Regions from separate parts of the Hordeum vulgare genome. Here region 1 is linked to region 2. The links are chromatin contacts, called in public Hi-C maps. All regions are on one chromosome and are shown on one strand. The core of a region is the stretch at or near the end of the contact, and the rest is flanking DNA. Distances in the headings are between cores, read along the strand shown. Region 1 has its middle 8.6 kb from the start of LOC123428130. Region 2 has its middle 44 kb from the start of LOC123428129.

Region 1 (3,258 bases), core at 486-2,985, 53 kb after region 2:
CAGCGTAGCAGTACGAATTGGCGGCCGTCCTCCATGCGAGCGAGGAGGAGGCGCGCCTGGTGGCTGGACCGCCTCCACCCCTCATCATGCGCGAAGAGGACCAGGAGGTGAAGGCAGCGTACCAGTACGAATTGGCGGCCGTCCTCCATGCGAGCGAGGAGGAGGCGCGCCTGGTGGCTGGACCGCCTCCACCCCTCATCATGCGCGAAGAGGACCAGGAGGTGAAGGCAGCGTACCAGTACGAATTGGCGGCCGTCCTCCATGCGAGCGAGGAGGAGGCGCGTCTGAAGGAGGAGGCCTACGAGAAGCAGGCAGAGGCCATTGCGCTCTCAGCTGCCGGCAACGTAGTCGTGCCCCCGCTGGCCTCGCCATCCCCACTGGCCCTGCTGTCACCCGCCTCAAGCCAAAGATGTACGCTTGGGACGGGATGATGCACGAGTGTGTCAGCGCGCCACCCCTTCTGGTAGGGTGCGATGTCGGTGCAGGAGGTGGCCTATCTGGAGCATTGATGGTAGCAGCGGGGGTCAGAGGAGGGCGCAGAGGCCCGGCGGATCGCGCTGGAGCGCGAGACCAAAGCTGAGGAGGAGGAGCGACGCGATGTCGAGCGAACGTCGGTGCAACCACCGTCGGACGACGTCGCCTCCGTCGCTTGAGAGACGGCGTTCCCCTGGCTGGCCCGACAACGACGCTCGTCGACCTCACCGGTCATGACGAGGAGGAGGTCTAGGGCAGTGCGCCTCTTCGTTTTTAGTTTATTGAATTTTATGTTTTAAATGTAATATGGATTATCGTGGGTCTTTCAGTCCGGCTTAAATGTTTAATTAATGATTTATTATATTTTAAAATATTTTTTGCACCATCTAAAAATAAATCGTTGGAACCGTTGATTGTCCTGGACGCAAGTGTCTATCCAATTATAAAAACGGACACGGATGTTCACGGTTCAAAATGGATAAAATACGGACAAAAGCATTCCCGTTTGGATCGGCGGGTTGCTCCTAAATGCTCATGCGGTCGACACATGATCGTGGAACAAGCCATGCGTCGAGGCATCAACGTAGCAGGCAGTACAAAAGTCTAAAAGTTTTGTGTCGTTTCCCGCAGATATGGATTCTTTCATACAGTGGGACGCTAAGGTTCCGTATGGCCTATGCGTTGTGCGCCGTGAAAGGCACCGTGCTCCTAGTCAAGACGACACAAGACGTGACTGGGCTGTGGGTTTCCTAGGTGTAGGTACTACGCTGCATGGCTCGCTCTCAGCCGCTCGTCTGGCCGTGTCCTCTCCTGAAAACCACACGATGTTTGTTGCCCTGATTATGGATGAGCCGTAACAACTCTCCGGCGAACCAGGCCTCGCCGGTAGCAAAGATAACCATGCATGCCCGGCAGTGGAGAACAGCAGGGAGACCTCGACGCTGCTGAGGCTGAGCTATCTCGGTAGGTCGGCCGGGACCGTCTGCTTATCCTGCCAGAATCCCCGTGTGTGGCATGCGTTTGTACGGCGAGCGTGAATGGCAAGGTGCCCGTATCTCCGTCTCCATCTCCATGGCCACACGCAGGATGTGTCCAACAAAGGCGTCCTTCTCCCGGGCCCTCGGAGATCCGAATCTTGGAGCATTTTTCCATGGCGGCCGGGACCTGACGGAATCGTGGTGTCGTACGTTGAGCTGGTGGGTACTGCATGCCACAAGCTGGCGGGGCGTGTTTTTTCGCCGGGACAGGAGTTCGTGGAGCCTGACATGTGGGTCTGCATCAACGGCGCCGCCGTGCGGACGGACCGCCACGCGCAGGCAGGGCACGACCCCTAGCGGCGCCCAACGGAGAGGCCAGTTCGAGGCGGCACTCAGGCGGCTGTTGACAACCTCCAGGAGCCGGCGATCGGAACCAAAATTTGATCTGCTCCGGCTAAGGAAAAAAAATGCAGTTGCACACCTCGAGTCAGTAATAAGTACTGTACATTTATCTACTACTCCCTCCGTTCCTAAATATAAGTCTTTTCTAGAGGTTTTACTAACGGACTACACACGGATGTATATAGACATATACATTCATTCATTTTACTTGTATGTGGACCCTAGTGAAATCATTTAAAAGACTTATACTCCCTCCGTTCCTAAATATAAGTCTTTTAAGAGGTTTCACTAAAGCGACTACATACGGATGTATATAGACATACTATAGAGTATAGATTCATTCATTTTACTCCGTATGTAGTCCTTTAATGAAATATCTAAAAATACTTATATTTACAAACGGAGGGAGTATATAGGTCTATAGCAACGAGCTTAAATCTCCGTAGTACTTGAAAAAGGAAGAAAATGCATCGAGCTTGGAGGTAAACACCGGGTGGCTCCATTCTTGTTCAGTCGGATGGTTTGAGTAGCTTATTTTGCTTTCGTAAACTGTTGTCAGAAAGACTAATGTGTAATGTAGGCGCCGAAAATTAAGCTAAGTGGACCAATTAAGCTAAGTGTCCGTGCAGCACGAAATGGCGTTCGGGACCATGATTCTCCGGAGGAAAATGACACGGCAAACCGCCGCCTAGCCCGGGCCGCCCAACTAGCATCACAGAGAGTATTGTACTGTTCAATCTGATGTGAAATTTAAATCATGAAAATATCGCATCTGGTTCGGCTCAAGCATGGCATGTGCATGGCCTATGGCGAGGGAGGAATATCCAGTTTTGTGTAAGCCAAAAGGCGTAGTTTTGTACTCCCTCCGTTCGTGAATATAATTTTTTTAAACGATTTTACTAGAAGGCTACATACGGAACAAAATGATTGAATATATGCTTTAAAGTATGTCTATATACATCCGTATATAGTCTAATAATAAACCTTTAAAAAGACTTATATTTAGAAACGGAGGGAGTACTTAGGAAGGTGCATGCATGGAGTGGTGCACTGAACAACACTAGCTCTTATGCAGGCTCGTTCCATGCTTGCTTTTGCCGGCGCTACTGGTACTATTAGTTTTGTTTGATTACTTTTAACATAAATACGGAAGAGGGCACTACTACTGGTAGTTTGATTTAACAAATCTGGAAGACGGCACTACTGTGGCTGCAGGAACCAAAGTTTGTTTACGAGTTCCATGCCGCCACTAGATGTGCGAGGAAAACGTAAACAATACAGTGGCTGCCTGTACGTATAACCCTAATATTTTGCAGAACGCCCAAACGAACTGGTCACTGACCATGGTAAGGTAACAAACGTACGAGATCGGTCGACCAGTTGAACAAACAACTTGGCCGGGACC
Region 2 (3,142 bases), core at 510-3,009:
AACGCCAGTCCACTGTGTCGTTTTCGACCACCATCGAAACGTCATTGTACTTTGACGTTGCATGTCATATGGCAACGCCATGGTAGTAGGAGTAGTACCTAGTACACAAATAATATATGGCGCCGTGGCTTGCTCCATTAATGATTCATGCAGGTGAGTGCTATTGCTACAACCTCGATTGGTCAGCTAGTAGCGCTGAAACGCCACCGTTCATGGCGTTTGACGCGTGGGTAGCAACGCCAACATCAGTGACGTTTCTACGTGAATCAGCAACGCGACGGTAGACTGACGTTTTAATGTGGACTGTCTAGCACGTGCTTCTAGGCACTTTATGAGTATGAAAGATGGACCATATATTAAATAAGTAGTACACTCTTCTAACCAACTATTGTACATGTTAGCTATAAGACTAGTGGGAAGTAACTAAGTAGTAACATCAACGCCACGTAGGTAAAAAATCTGACGTGGCAAGTAATTAATGCGGAGAGAGATGGTGGTAGTAACATAGCTAGTTACCATCACATCACATATTTCAATGCATTATGTGTCTATAACCTAATAAATGCTAGTTTGCATGACACCACATGTATGTTACTCCCCACTATGGAGGTAGTAACATAGAGTAGTAACAACATTATGTTACTACTCCTAGTTACTCCCCATTATGAGCAGCCTAAGATGGGTTATAGGTGACATGGCATGAGCTTACAGCCGGCAACCGGTTCTACTGTTCTACTTGCTCTTACCTTCTCTCTCTTTTTCTCTTTCCTCTAACTAAATAAAAATATATTAGTTTATTTCTTATAGCCAGCTGACTCATTTTTATTATACTTGCTTTAAGCGACCGTGCACCATTCCAGATCCTAATTCTCCGGAGGAAAGAGACAAGACAAACTGCCGCTTAGCATCCCGCAGAGTATTGTATTCAAACTGACAAGGTGAAATTAAAAAGTAAGGCTGAGTTTGTTCCATTCAGTCTCAGAGGCATGCACGTGCATATGCTCAAGTAGTACCGCAGCCTGCATGGAAGTGGTAGTTTTGAAATGGCAATCGGATGGTGCTTTGAACAACACCCCCGCTCTTGTAAGAAGAAATACAGAAGACGGCAGTACGTAGTGTTAGCTTTATTGTAAGAGCAATATGGAAGACGGCACTACTTGACAATACAAGGTATGCGTGATCCTAATTTTTTGCAGAACTTCCAAACGAATTGGTCATGACCACGGCACGACCGCACGAGGTCGATCAGTTAAACAAACAACGTGGCCGACCAATCAACCGAATGCTGTTGCAACAGACCCACCACTTGCTTGGCCTGTTGGCCGTGCAGCCGGAGCACGCACGCACTGTGCTATGCTAAACTCGAGACGATGTACTGCCGTCGTGGTCTGTAATTAAGCAACAGCCTGTGCCGTTGTGTTTCCAGTTTGGTCGATCGTGTCACCGCCCGTGCCAAATTTGCGCCGAAAGACACGACGATCCTACGGCAAGCTAGGCAGCCCTGCACCTCGGGATTCACTGAACGAACTGGAGCGCAGGCACACAAGGAGCTTGCTAGTGCTGGACGCTTTTGTTCTTTAAAATCGACCGCGCATGCATGGTCAGGGCAAACCAACGGCTGTCCGTTGCCCGGCTTGGTCGGCCGCCGGCTCGATTGGTCGCTGGTCGGCCAGGTCCGGCGAGAACTCAAGCGAGATTCCCCTGCCTTTACGCGTCTGTCCATCAGACGGCGAGTTGTTGGTGGTGGTGGACGTCGTGGTACCTCGGCGCCGTTACCGAGGAAGGTGTCGTGGTTGCGGCTGGTGGCGCCCAGCGCAGAGATCCTCCCAGATCCCATCCCTCGTCGGCATACCGGTTTTTCGGTGGCGTTGCAGCTGGCAATGGCGGATCATGTCAGTCGCTCTAGATCTGCTGGATCCTCTGTGTGCGTACGGCCTGGTAAAACGGTAAAGAATCTGCAGTACTACCATCAGGTGCAGCTCATCTGGACAAGAGTAAAAGAGTGCGTCTGCAACGTCAAAAATTCTCATCGTAGATCCAACCCTTTTAAAAAACAGTACCACACGCTGAAACTTTCTAGTAGTTCCTCCTGGGAGCAAGCGCAGCAAAAATTGTAGATGTCTCGTGATGTAAAAGTATGCCCTGTTCCGCGTGTCTTCAAGGTAGCGATCACCTAATGGGCATCTGGCCGATTTTGTGATCATAGTTCTCATCCGAGTTTCTGATCGTGAAATAAACGTGGGCGCATATAGTCAATGTTCTATGAACCCGACCATAGTCCATGGTTATGGAACCTGATCGTTTTTGCATCCGATCTCCTTTGAACAGTAAATTCAAAAATATATTTAAAAACATATGATTTTTTTGTAAAACTTTAACAAATGTTCTAGAAGCTCGTAATATTCCATTATAAAATCACATTTTTGAATGTCACAAGCAAAAAAAATCAATACCTTGAAAATGCAACTTTCAAAGCATTTTGAAGCACTGATTTTTTACACGGCTTCTTATCATCTCATAATAAACTTTTGGAAGCTTTTAGAACATTAATCAAAGTTCGCTATAAAAAAATCAGAGTTTTTAACACCTTTTAGAAGGGTTTTTTAGTTACTGTTCATCTTAAACTCATTTAAGCTTGGGTGTCCTTCCTCTGTAAACTAATATAAAAGCATTTAGATCATTATTTTAATAATCTAAACACTTTTATATTAATTAACGAAGGGAGTAGAAGGGAACTTTCCATGGTTATTAGCATCATATACGTCAGGAAGTGGCAAATATATGACGGTCAATGCTCTGTGAACCCGACCATAGTCCATCATTATTGGCACGTTAAAAACGGATGGAATGATTTGAGGAGTCTCGTGTTATTATTACTTTTTCCTCCTGTTATTTTCGCTGCCGCTAAGCATGCTAGCTCACCCATTGACCAATGACGGTGCGGGAGATAAGCTTAATCTGGAAATAACATTACTTCTTCAGAGTACATCTCAACTTGCACTTGCCTACGCCATATTGGATTAGCTCCAGACCGGTCATGCATGCATGGCCAGACCAGCTGCCACGTCCGTGCCATCCATCAGATGATGATCAGATGAGATATCCCCTAATTATAATCTGCTAGCTACTAGCTAGATGACGA

Evidence for each region. A called contact is a pair of places that touch in the nucleus more often than the background predicts.
Region 1: a contact with region 2 is called in a Hi-C map of seedling, with 4 times the contacts expected there. The contact joins two enhancer-like sites. A contact is called at or near these places in 2 of 6 Hi-C or Micro-C datasets (leaf and seedling).

Annotation. Positions count from the first base shown.
Region 1 is chr2H:633,697,541-633,700,798 of MorexV3_pseudomolecules_assembly, forward strand. No RefSeq gene overlaps it. Among protein-coding and RNA genes, the nearest start is that of LOC123428130, 8.6 kb to the right of the region's middle. Within about 2 kb of position 1,736, at least 3 of the 3 cell types and tissues checked have open chromatin away from gene starts, as enhancers often do. A contact at or near this core is called in seedling, where this site is marked.
Region 2 is chr2H:633,644,307-633,647,448 of MorexV3_pseudomolecules_assembly, forward strand. No RefSeq gene overlaps it. Among protein-coding and RNA genes, the nearest start is that of LOC123428129, 44 kb to the right of the region's middle. Within about 2 kb of position 1,760, at least 2 of the 3 cell types and tissues checked have open chromatin away from gene starts, as enhancers often do. A contact at or near this core is called in seedling, where this site is marked.